Linked DNA regions of Mus musculus: regions 1, 2 and 3 are each linked to region 4. A link is a contact called in public HiChIP or PLAC-seq and promoter capture Hi-C data. All regions are on one chromosome and are shown on one strand. The core of a region is the stretch at or near the end of the contact, and the rest is flanking DNA. Distances in the headings are between cores, read along the strand shown. Region 1 overlaps Abcc12 (ATP-binding cassette, sub-family C (CFTR/MRP), member 12). Region 2 has its middle 19 kb from the start of Abcc12. Region 3 holds the start of Lonp2 (lon peptidase 2, peroxisomal). Region 4 overlaps Itfg1 (integrin alpha FG-GAP repeat containing 1).

Evidence for each region. Promoter capture Hi-C pulls out the DNA fragments that hold promoters and counts their contacts. HiChIP or PLAC-seq counts read pairs in DNA pulled down with a chosen protein or histone mark.
Region 1: an H3K27ac HiChIP or PLAC-seq map of SST interneurons shows a contact between it and region 4, with 5 times the contacts expected there. The contact joins two enhancer-like sites. A contact is called at or near these places in 3 of 115 datasets of contacts at active chromatin or transcription factors (SST interneurons, astrocytes and embryonic basal ganglia).
Region 2: a contact with region 4 is called in an H3K27ac HiChIP or PLAC-seq map of SST interneurons, with 6 times the contacts expected there. The contact joins two enhancer-like sites. A contact is called at or near these places in 16 of 39 promoter capture datasets (the 3T3-L1 cell line, 3T3-L1-derived adipocytes, cranial neural crest and 11 more), 2 of 15 datasets of contacts at CTCF or cohesin (both in the NIH/3T3 cell line), 7 of 115 datasets of contacts at active chromatin or transcription factors (SST interneurons, embryonic basal ganglia, embryonic forebrain and 4 more) and 1 of 9 other capture datasets (liver).
Region 3: a contact with region 4 is called in a promoter capture Hi-C map of the HPC-7 cell line, with 3 times the contacts expected there. The contact joins the promoter of Lonp2 here to the enhancer-like site in region 4. A contact is called at or near these places in 11 of 39 promoter capture datasets (the 3T3-L1 cell line, 3T3-L1-derived adipocytes, the C10 cell line and 6 more) and 3 of 115 datasets of contacts at active chromatin or transcription factors (embryonic hindbrain, embryonic limb bud and embryonic stem cells).

Annotation. Positions count from the first base shown.
Region 1 is chr8:86,535,013-86,537,723 of GRCm38.p6, forward strand. The region is part of intron 13 of Abcc12 (ATP-binding cassette, sub-family C (CFTR/MRP), member 12); the gene reads right to left. Among named protein-coding and RNA genes, the nearest start is that of Abcc12, 30 kb to the right of the region's middle. Within about 2 kb of position 1,414, at least 88 of the 459 cell types and tissues checked have an H3K27ac peak or open chromatin away from gene starts, as enhancers often do. A contact at or near this core is called in SST interneurons, where this site is marked.
Region 2 is chr8:86,583,750-86,586,812 of GRCm38.p6, forward strand. No RefSeq gene overlaps it. Among named protein-coding and RNA genes, the nearest start is that of Abcc12, 19 kb to the left of the region's middle. Within about 2 kb of position 1,547, at least 93 of the 459 cell types and tissues checked have an H3K27ac peak or open chromatin away from gene starts, as enhancers often do. A contact at or near this core is called in SST interneurons, where this site is marked.
Region 3 is chr8:86,622,719-86,625,472 of GRCm38.p6, forward strand. It overlaps Lonp2 (lon peptidase 2, peroxisomal), which reads left to right and starts at 1,325. Exons shown (of 15, transcript NM_025827.3): 1 at 1,325-1,698. The coding sequence starts at 1,466.
Region 4 is chr8:85,799,399-85,802,179 of GRCm38.p6, forward strand. All of the region lies in intron 6 of Itfg1 (integrin alpha FG-GAP repeat containing 1), which reads right to left. Among named protein-coding and RNA genes, the nearest start is that of Itfg1, 40 kb to the right of the region's middle. Within about 2 kb of position 1,358, at least 11 of the 459 cell types and tissues checked have an H3K27ac peak or open chromatin away from gene starts, as enhancers often do. A contact at or near this core is called in the HPC-7 cell line and SST interneurons, where this site is marked.

The DNA.
Region 1 (2,711 bases), core at 164-2,663, 740 kb after region 4:
AGAGACAGTGCATCCATCCACAACAGCACTGCCTCGGTAAGAAAGAGCTCACACCAAACTCCCAGCCTGCTTTCCCAGGTGCACTGAATTACTGGGGTTTTCAATCCTGGCACTATTACCAAATAATCCCTTGTCTTCAGGGGCTGCCCTGTGCATTGTAGACTATTTCGCAGCCTCTCTGGTGTCTACCTACCAGTAGGATGTCTTTCCCTAGTTGTGATGAGCAAAATTGTCTGCAAGCACTGCCAAATGCCCCAGGGGTTGGAGCGGGGGCGGCAATTGAGAACCACTGAGCTAGTCCCCAGTCTTTTCAGTACAGAAGCTGGACTCTGGCTGCAACAATGAGGCAATCAAAACTTCCTTCGATTCTTCTCTGTGAATGAGCTACCCCACTCAGAAATCTGATTGACTATTGTGGAGGCCAAGGTTTGGAAAAGACAGAAAACATGATCCCAGTCCTGTCAGAAGCCCCACCCCACTGAGCCCGGGGAATAGAAACCGGGTCATAGGCCACACCCCCACCAGCTTTAACAGAACAATAACGATGTGAACAATAAATATCACAGGCCCTGTTTTTCTGATTCCGAGACCCTTCACATCCACACCAATCCTTGGATTAAAGAATTCTGCTGAGAGGGATGCCGTTTTATTTTGGAAGAAGAAAGGGCACTCCTCGATTGATCCACCCAACAAAGGGCAGATAGTCCCCTCCTAAAGGCAGGCAAAATGCTGTAAGAGTGGGAACAGTTTGATCTAAAGAAGAAAGCCATCACAGCAGGGCCAGAGTCCCGGATTTGCACTTCTACTCTGCTCAAGGCCAAAATCCCACTTGGCTAAACTTGATTCGAATCCTGCAAGCAAAGGCCTACCACTGATAGTTGTACACCTGATGGGGTGGGTGGTGCCCAAATGCTTCAACCAGAGCAGTTCCAGCAGCATGGATAGCTCTAGCCTCTGTCTCCCCTATCCATGACTGGAGCCCTTCCTCAGGCAGCCCAAGCAGGAACCTGGCTCCTACTGCCCAGTGGAGGGAGACACACCTTCTGCTTCTGACAGAACCTTTCCCTCAAAGACAGACTTGGACCTCAGGCATCATCCTCTGGTGTTCCACAGCCTGATCTTACATCTTATCTCCCAACCTCGGGCAGCTCTCAGCTCAAGAAAGCTGTAAGCTCGGTTAAGCCATTGATTCTTTTCACACGAGGAAAGGAAGCACACAGGGCCCACTACAATCTACAGGCTTTTCTGCCTATGTGTGGGACCACCACCCAGACTTGGGAGGGCCCCGAAAAGGTCCCTCTGGCCAGCAAGCCCTTGGCTCACTCTGGTGACACCAAGTAGCTTTGTGTAGCCGTGCTCTGCAAACACTTCGGAAGCTGAGCCCTTAGTAGATTCCAGCAGCTCGTCAGACTGCTGGCCTCGCTTTGTTTCCTCAAGTAAACAGATGAGTGGCTGTCATGGCCAGCTACTCCAAAGCATCTGAGGTCAGAGCAGCTAGGAAATGTTCTGGAAAGCCCCGGGGCTGCAGTTTGAGGCTGAGCCCTCCCCTCCCCCACAAAGAATGGGATGAAGAGTGTATCAAGATTATGGTGCCATCTGGTGGCCTTCTTCCTCTCCCAACAAGCAAAAAGTGAGCTAAAATGACCTTGGAAAGGTGTGACTGCTGGAGACTCTGGGAAAACACCAGCTTGCCTAAGATCATACTTCGGGCTAGTGAGTTTCAAAGATGGGCTGGGCATGTGGCTATGGTTTATCCTCCAAGAGGGGATAATAGAGGGACAGCTCTGTCTCACACCTGTCAGGACCAAGGCAGCATCCTCCAGGACCCAGGACTCCTCCGGAAGACAGTTCTCCCAGGGCAAGCAGATGCCACAGACTGAATAGTCACAGGCCAGGGCTATGGTAACCACGCTAAGGAATCTAGCTAGGCCACAGACCATTTCTAGGCAAAACATGGGATTCCAGACTGAATCCAGCCAGCCTTCTCCTTTCCTCAGCCCTGGCCTACAGAGGACCTAGGAGTTCTTGTCTAACTAATCTGGCTCATTATTTTATAGAGCTGTGGCTCACCTGCTAAAGAAACCAGATACTCACATGTATAAAATTTGAATGCTTAAAGCTTATTCTGGGGAGCTGTGGGGGGCTGGGTTTCCTGGGTCTTTGAGAGGCCCTCTCTCTTCAGGGTGGTCCTCCTGGCCTCAGCCAGAGGGTACCAACCTACAGGCTGCAAAGTCCTATAGCTATGGCAACCTTACTTGCTGCTTCAGCCTTCACACCTTCACCACCTCAATTTCTGATTCACTGAAAGGCAATGAGATCTGCTTCCTGCCCCCCAGACCAGGCCTACTGAACAAGAAGAAGGGGCTCTCTGCACCAGTGCCCCAACGGGTCACCTCCCAATGTCTCTGGGATGTTTTCTACTTTGAGGTATGCGTGCTCGTGCACACGCACACAAATACATACTCACGTGCAGTATATCTCCCAGACTTGGGAGATTAGAGAGAGAGAAAGAGAGAGAGAGAGAGAGAGAGAGAGAGAGAGAGAGAGAGAATGAGAGGGTAACCTTGAATTATCTTGGGTAGAGAAGGGGCCCTAGATTCCCACCAAGCATTCAGAACCTGTATGTGGGATGGATTCAACAAGGTCTGTGACCATGCAGCCAAATCCTCCAGTTCACTTAACATAAGCCCAGTCTCTTTCTCCAGCAAGAT
Region 2 (3,063 bases), core at 297-2,796, 780 kb after region 4:
AACTGCTAGATACGCTATCCATAAAAAGGCCAGGTCCTGGACCAGTGTCTGCAAATTCCCAGTAGCAGGCTAAGCAGCCCCCTGGAAAATGTACTCCATGGAGCAGAGTTGGGGGCTGGCTTTATTTATTTATTTATTTATTTAGCCTTGGAGAAGGGAACCCTGACTGACACTCACCTCACCTCACCCAGCCCAACCCCCAGCTACAGACACAAGGGGTGGCTGACACAGAATAAGAAGCTTGGAGCAGGACATGGGTCCTTAGAGCTACATCCCCCATATTGGATGTTTGCCTGTCCCTCTGGTCCTTTCTTCTTCTGTCTTAGATCAAAGTGCAGACAAGTCTGTTCAAAGCCAGTGATGGGGTTCTGAGCCAGACACCCCTCCTGCCAGAGTGAGGATCCCTCTATCAGAATAAATGTTATTTATTTATATCAGATAAATGTTGTTATTAATCTGTTCCCATGCCGTGGGCCTCTTTGATTCTCCAGTGTATTTTCAAAACCTTTTTTTTAATGTCCAAGACACGATATGTAGAATTACAGATAACCAATTAAACTAAAAGAGTGCTATGTTAAAAACAAGGCAGGATATTATGAAACATAATCTACTGTGTTGACGCTCTAAGTAACATAATCTAGAAGGAGGTCTAATGACCACCAAGAGTCCAAAGCATCAATACACGTGAGGTTTGTGAAAACTGGGGCAACCAAATGAGATTTGAGAACGCCCATTGATGCCGCCATCCTCGTGAAGGTCGTGGATATGATGTATTTGATTACCTCCATTATGATAAAGGGAAAATGCTAAATTTCCATTAGTAAAAATAATGACATTTTTTTCTGTTCTAGCCCACAGGCACATGGACGACAGACAGGTCAGCTCTCAGACTGGTAATCTGTAAGGTTGCTTCTAACACAAATTATCTAGATGAGACAAGGGGATGTGTATAAAATGTGTTAGGACGTCAGTTTTGTTTTGTTTTGTTTTGTTTCTGGCAAGCCCCCGCTGACCTAGAACTCTGTAGACCAGGCTAGCCTCAAACTCAGAGATCTGCCTGCCTTTGCCTCCTAAGTGCTGTGAGTAAAGGCTCTTGCCACCAGCCCTATGTAAGAATTTGACAGTCTGAAGAGTTGGCACCAGAGTATCACATAGGTGGAAACTGCTTTTGTTCTGAGAACTGTCTGTTAGTCATAGTGGCCCATACATATACCCAGCCACATGAAAGGTTAGAACTGGAGCTACAAGTTCAAGGCCAGCTTGGACCACATAGTGAGTTTGAAACCAGCCACTGCAGAGTGGCTTTAATAAATTTGCTCTGAGTGATTTAGCTGCTGCTGACTTTGAAAATAATCCCAGAAATAGAGATTGATGGAAGAGATCGGGGCTGGGGAGGTAGGTGGAGTCCTGTGGATCGGTGGCAGTAGCCTCTTTCCCATCCTCTGACTCAGGGATCTGCGTTTTTCTGTCCGGATTCCGTGTAGATCACTGCAGTTTTGAGTCTACGGAGCCTTCCTGCATTACTAGGAAGAACCTGCCATCTGCTGGCCAGCTTGAGTAAAACATGAGGACCCTCCTGAAGGATGATGGCTGTTTGGGGAGGGCGTTCTGGTACAAAGGCCATTGCCACAAAATAGGTCTGGGAGGGACAGATATTTTCTATTAACAACTCTGGACTTGGAAGAAGCCGGATAGGATGGCACTTAGAAGGGCCCTTCGATTGCTCTTTGGGACTCCGAAAGTAACGAAAGGGGATAAAAGATTGAAGAAAAAAAAAAAAGTAACAGGGAAAATAGCTATTGAGAGAGAGAGAATGAGGATTTACAGTCAAAAAATACCCCACAAAAAGAAACAGGTGTCACTGGAGACGCCTCCGGGCGGAAGAAGATGAGAACATTTCCCCGCCTTCGGTGTAGACCGTGTTCTTCGGTTCTGAGATCGCATCGCCCTCAGGCAAAACTGTTCCTTCTGCACTGAACGTTCTTCCGACCCCATCCTTCTTATCTAAGTAAATGTTTGTTTGCTGCCGCTCTAGGGAATCTGCAGCAAGTCCGCTGGGCAAGCGAGCTCTATGGAAGCTCAGCTCAGCTCTTTGTCGACACCTCCTGGCACTGCTCTGGAACTGCCTGCTGACTTGTTTACTGCTTACTTCGTGTCTCCAGAGATCAAAACCCCCAGGCAGGGTATCATTTAAAGGCAGCTCTATCCTACTGTGAAAAACTATGCGAGACTATTAGCTTACTGGATTCATTTTTCTTGTGGAATTTTGAGGAACTTGGTGATCACAATTTGAAAACAAATAAAAATGCGTTGACACATTTTTTCCCCTAGAGATCTTCTGCCTAGAAGTTGAAAATCATTTCTTTTTCTATTTCAATATCTGCCAACACCCTTGAGGGGCCTGCCGGCATCCATAGCCTGCTCATAGCAAAAGCCTCGCGATTCTAGAGAGGGAACCCCTCCATTCAGTCCATGTGACTTGGAGCTGATCCTGTCCTCCCACACAGGAGTGACTGGGCCTGGCAAATCCAACTTCTAATAGCTTAACATGCTTGGTTCAGAGATGAGCATATGACTGAGCTAACCCAATGAGAAAATACCCTACTTTGAAACCTTGACTGAGAATTTCTGAACTTGGTAGGCCATGGTCCTGGAGCTTGTGGTCATTTGGTGCCGCCAGAAAGTGGAAAGTGGCCAGAAGTAAAGCCAGAGGTAAGACGGTGTCTACAAGATCAACATTCTTTCTGTACTGGCTCCAACCCAGAACTTTTACTGGACTTCCCCATTCCATTCCATGAGCCATAGCTACTGGGAAGACTTTTATAAAGAACATATTTTAGACAGTAGCTATCCCAGTGTCCAGTTAAATAGGAAGAATAAGGGAAGATGAAGGTTGGGGGTCAATTAACGTTTTGTCTCTAGGAATGTCCCTTACTCTCAGTGTACTGTGGGGAGCAGAACGCCACCCTCCCTTTCTCTTTCTCTCTCTCTCAGATGTATTTGTTTTTATTTTAGGTGTATGAATGTTTCACCTGCATGTATATCTGTTTATCACATGCATGC
Region 3 (2,754 bases), core at 75-2,574, 820 kb after region 4:
GGTTCAGTCTACAAGAGGCTAGACCTCTTGGCTGCCTGCAAGGCCATATATCATCCTGGAATGACTCTTTTTCTTTGGCCATATGTGTGACTCAGTTAAGACCCTGTCCTAGGAGACCAAGAAAATAATAAAATCAAAAAATTAATTTATTAAACAAAAATAAGTCCAGACATTAGTATGCACACAAAACACTTGTTGCTTTTAGGATATGTATGCATGATAAAAATAAATAAAGTTTTTTTAAAAAATATGCCCCAAGGTTTTTAAGATGGTCATAGTTTCCTCATAAAATACCTACCATGTTCAGAGCCCTTGGTCCAATCCCAAGTACCATTTTTAAAAAGACACCAGGAATCTCAGAGTATAAGTCCTCTACTCTCCAGATAAGACTCTTAATAAAAAGGTAAGTTATTGTATATATTTTTTCTTTATATTACTCCCAAAGTCTATCTCAAGATATCTACACAATGCATACTTGATGAGTGTGTCACAACCAAGATCATCACCTACCAGTTCACCCTCCCTCTAGACCTCAGTGACTCAGACCACAACCTAGAATCTATCATCCAAATTGTGACCTTCTACAAATAATTGAATGCCCCTTTTTTAAAAGTATCTGTTTAAAATACTAATAAAATAAAGCAAAGATGGAAGCAATATCACAGACTTAAGAGATCCAGGAGATAAACAAAGTGAAAAATTAAGGACGATAGTAAAACCCACCAGCTTGGGAGAAGGTCTATGGATTAGGTAATGGTAATACTAATTTCCTGGGTTATGTGAACCATGGTTATGCAACATAATAGGGAAAACCGAGTGAGAGGTATAGGATACTTGTTAAAATATAAAATCTATTCAATAAAAAGGTTTAAAAATGTCTAGTGCACACCGTCCTTCTCAACATTCCTTCCGAATTTAAATGCAGGCACTGTTCATGCTGTCTGTGCACCAGGTTTGCTTGTCGTCTGGCATCACTGGTTCAGAGAGAAGGGCTGAGCGAAGCGACAGAAATTGGGTATCTCTGGGCTAGCGGGGAGCGGAGGTGTTTAATGTAGGGACCAGCCTGGGGATGCAGCCAGAAATTGAGGGGTTTGGGTCTAGGGGCGGAGCCAGAAGCCGCTACGCTTTAGCTTTGGGGGGGGGGGGGGGGGGAGAGTGACAGACCGGAAGGCTTAGCCGCTGCGGCCTCCGGAAGGGTTGTGGGCGGGCCCGGAAACAGCAGCACATGGCCCGGGGGCGAGTCCGAAGCGTCCGGGCAGAAGTCTGGGAGCCTGGAGAAGGGGCGGGGCCGGAAGCGGCGGCAGGCCTGGGGACCGGAGCCTGGGGAAGGGGCGGTGCCGGAAGCGGCGGCACTCAGGCCTGGGGGCGGGCCGTCGAGTGACGGCTGCGGTGCGTTCGGCGAAGGAAGTGTAGAGTTCGTACTTGGGAGTCCTCCTGACACCTCTGGTGTTGACGACCAGTGGCCATGTCCTCCGTGAGCCCCATCCAGATCCCCAGCCGCCTTCCGCTGCTGTTGACCCACGAGAGTGTGTTGCTGCCTGGCTCCACTATGCGCACAAGTGTGGACACGGCCCGCAACTTGCAGCTGGTGCGGAGCCGCTTGCTCAAGGGCACGTCGTTGCAGAGCACCATTCTAGGAGTCATCCCCAACACACCCGACCCGGCCAGCGACACGCAGGACCTGCCACCATTGCACAGGTAGGCCCGCCGGGCACTCGGAGGGAGGCCCTCCGGGACTCGCGCCCCGGCGGCCTGTGAGCGGAGTTGTGGCTCAAGTCTCCCCAGCGTGAAAAGTGGGAGGGACGCTTTTCGCCAGTGACCGTTAGTGAGCCGGATCAGTCACGGAGCAATGCCTGACACGGGTGGAAACTCTGTGCAGTTCATTTGCTGCCTGTTGCTGGTGCTTATCTGATGTGAATTCGTGTCCTACATAGCCTTCTTCACCGCCCAGCGCCCGGGCCCCTCCCCCATACCACCTTTCACCCTGTCCCCTTTCTTTCAGTCAACCTCCGGTCATGTTCTCCAGCTGAAACATTATAAATCTAGATCTATCTATCTATCTATCTATCTCTCTCTCTCTCTCTCTCTCTCTCTCTCTCTCTCTCTCTCTTTCTTTCTTTCTTTTTCCTGCTCATGCCTAAACTACGCAGTTAACTTTTGGGTGCTTTGTTTTACATGTTGTTACCTATTTTCTCTATTCCCCGACGGCCTCCCCTTCATGAAGGGCCATTCCTGTTAGCATTTTCCTTGGGGTCTCCCACTACAGTCTTCCCAGCCTCTAGGCTCACCTTTGCTCCTTCCTGGCATTTTTATCTTAGGCCCGGGGGATGTCACTGGATAGCCCTGTGTCCCGGCTCTGGTTCGTTGACTTGGGTGGTAGATTTCACCTGCGTCTGACTCTTCCCCTGTGATTTCCCATGTCTCTTAGGTGTGTCTTGAAGGTCCATCTGTGCAGACTGGTTTGCCCCATGCTTCCCTGGACTGCACAGTGATTGTGCGTATAGAGCACTTGAAGTGTGCATGCTCTAATATGAGTTTTAACACTAGAGTGCATGTGTGCCCAGAAAGGCTGTCAATTCTAGGCAGCTCAAGGCAGTTGGTCACCCTAAATGTGTCATAAATGTACAGTGCACACTATAGTTTGAGAAAACGTGAATTTCCTTTTTCTTTTTCGAGACAGGGTTTCTCTGTGTGGCCCTGGCTGTCCTGGAACTCACTCTGTAGACCAGGCTGGCCTTGAACTCAGAAATCCGC
Region 4 (2,781 bases), core at 108-2,607:
ATCTATGTAATGTCAAAGATAAGATCTCATTTTAAGTCTGAAAAACATTCCACTATATGTGTGCACACACCTTCTACACATACAACTTCCATAATTCACAGTATCATCTTCTATTCATAGGTTGACGAATGCCTCCAGAGAGTTCATATCCTGCCTGTTGTAACTAATATTACAACAAAATTAACAATCTTGGTATTGTGGTGGTTTGAATCAAAATGGTCCCCATAGGTCCATAGGAGTTGGAATAAGTGTAGCTTTGTTGGAAGCAGTGCATTGTCATGGGATGGGGGTTGAGATCACAGATGCTCAAAGCAGTCTCTTCTTGCTGTCTATAGATTACAATGTAGAACTTCTCCAGCAACACGCTCCTGCACGCTGCCATGCTTCCCAGTATGATGATTTATGGACTAAACTAGTGAAAATGTAAGTCAGTCCCAATTAAATGTTTTCCTTAGAAGAGTTGCTGTGGTCATGGTGTCTCTTCACAGCAATAAAATCCTAACTAAGACAGGTCCCACTGACACTACAATAATGTAAAGCCCTCTACAGCGTAACTTAGAGGACTAGATTATGCAGCATTCTATTTTTAGTTTTAAAATAAATTTCCATACAGTTTTTTTCATAATGACTATACCAATCTACATTCCCATAAACAGAGTAAATAATTTTTTCTCTATGTTTGATGATTAGTCATACTGAGTGCCTTTTCTTATACTGGCTGCCTATTCTACATTGTACTTTCATGTTATATGACCATTTATAATTCAATTAAGTTATATAAGTTTGTTATAATTTTCATATTAATCTTTTATCACAGATAGGACTTACAAATATTCTTCCAATCCACAAGCTGTTTTTCATTTATATAACCTATCATGTACCCCATTCAACTTCTGAAAACAGTACATATGGAAAAGTGTAACTTCCCCTTTCTTCAGTTTCAGTGTGGACTGAGAAGTGACTAGGAACAGTGATATGTTGAGAAGCATGACACAGAAAAAGGAAAGGAAGAGACAAGGTCTGACCTGATGTGAGAGAGTCCAAGCTGTTTCTGGAAGACTGAGCACAGACTGTGCTGCTGGCTGTTGGAATGTTCAGACAGCCCCGGCCTGAGGCACTGCCCTTCTTCAGTCACTATAGCCCTCTTCATGTATGAATCAGCTCCGGCTTCATGTATCAGCTCAGCTTCATGTATGAATCAGCTCCGGCTGAGCTGGTACAGTGCTTAGCTGTCGGTAAGCTGGCTTGGCTCACTTCAGTTAGCACTTACTTTCTGTAATGATGTAGACTTATAAAAACCTGGATGTAATTGAGGCAATCTGCTCCTAAGAAGAGAATATTGTCTTTTCTACTCTGCTCCCTGAAAATAAATGAAGCTAGCAGATAAGGCCACAAAGGCAGTAACATCCTCAAATGAATCAGATCCTTTCTGACAGCAGAAGAATTTGATCTGCTGGTAGGCATTCCATTCGAAACGATAACCACAATCCCAAAGTGTCATTTATTCTTTTTCCCGGGTACTAAATGGAGCCCTGGTGACATCAGTGAGCTAATACAACTTCAACATTCCTGTTATGTGCAGGTGCAGCTTATGAATCAGATAATGCTTCAGTGAACGCTTATCAGAGACAAACCTAGTAGTCCACATTATGCACATGGATTAGGCTCAATACAACCTAGAACGTGAAACATTTTCTATCAGCAAAGAACTAGGTAGAACTCTCATTGCAGGGCCATGTTAGAGAGCAAGGGACATTCAGACAGGCTGCAGAGAGTCAAAGAACTGCTACCAAGATACAAATAAACCAACTGATACCAACTGTTAATGGAAAATACATTCAGTGAAAATGAGGTAAAGGATGAATGAAGAAACACTCTTAGATGAAGTTTAGCCAGATGGCTCACACTATAATCCCCAGCATTTAAAACGCTGAGGCAGGAGGATAGGTACAAGTGCAGGGCCAGTTCAAGCTAGTATGAAGTGCTGTTTTAACAAACAAAAAATGTAAAGAACCCAAAACTATTAAATATGATTTCACAAACAGCAATATTTTATTTTCTTCCTTAGTAATGCTTAATGAGGAACTGGACAGACAGCTCAATGGGTAAAAGGACTCCCTACTCCTGCAGAGAACCAGGTTCAGTTCCCCATACCCACATGGCAGCTGAAAACTTGAACTCAAGTTCAAGATCTGCTACCCTTATCTGGCCTCTACACGCCCTGCACACACATGGTAAGCATACACACAAGCAGGAACAACACTCATACATCCAAAATAACAAAAACAAGGGTGCTGGAGAAATGGCTCAGTGGTTAGGAGTACTTGCTTCTCTTCCAAAGGGCCTAAGTTCAACTCCCAGTACCCACATGGGGTGGCTCACAACCACTCTATGTCCAAAGTCACAGGATCAGTCACTTTCTCCTGTCTTCCACAGGCACCAAACACATAAATAAAACATAAAAACAGAAGAATCAAAAAGAACACTTAAAATGCTGGGCTTATAGTTCAGAGGCACAGTGCTTGCCTTGGATGGAGAGGCCCTGAGTCTATGCCAGCTTTAAACAAAACAAAACAAAACAAAACAAAACAAAACAAAACAACAACAACAAAAGGAAGGAAGCCAAGTGAGTAGCCCACACTGGAAATATCAGCCCTTAGATACTCGAGGCAGGAGAATCATTAATTCGAGACCACCCTGACATATCCAGCAAGACCCTATCCCAAACTAGGCCTTATCCTCTTGAAAAAAAAAAATAATGACGAAGACAGACATAGTTTT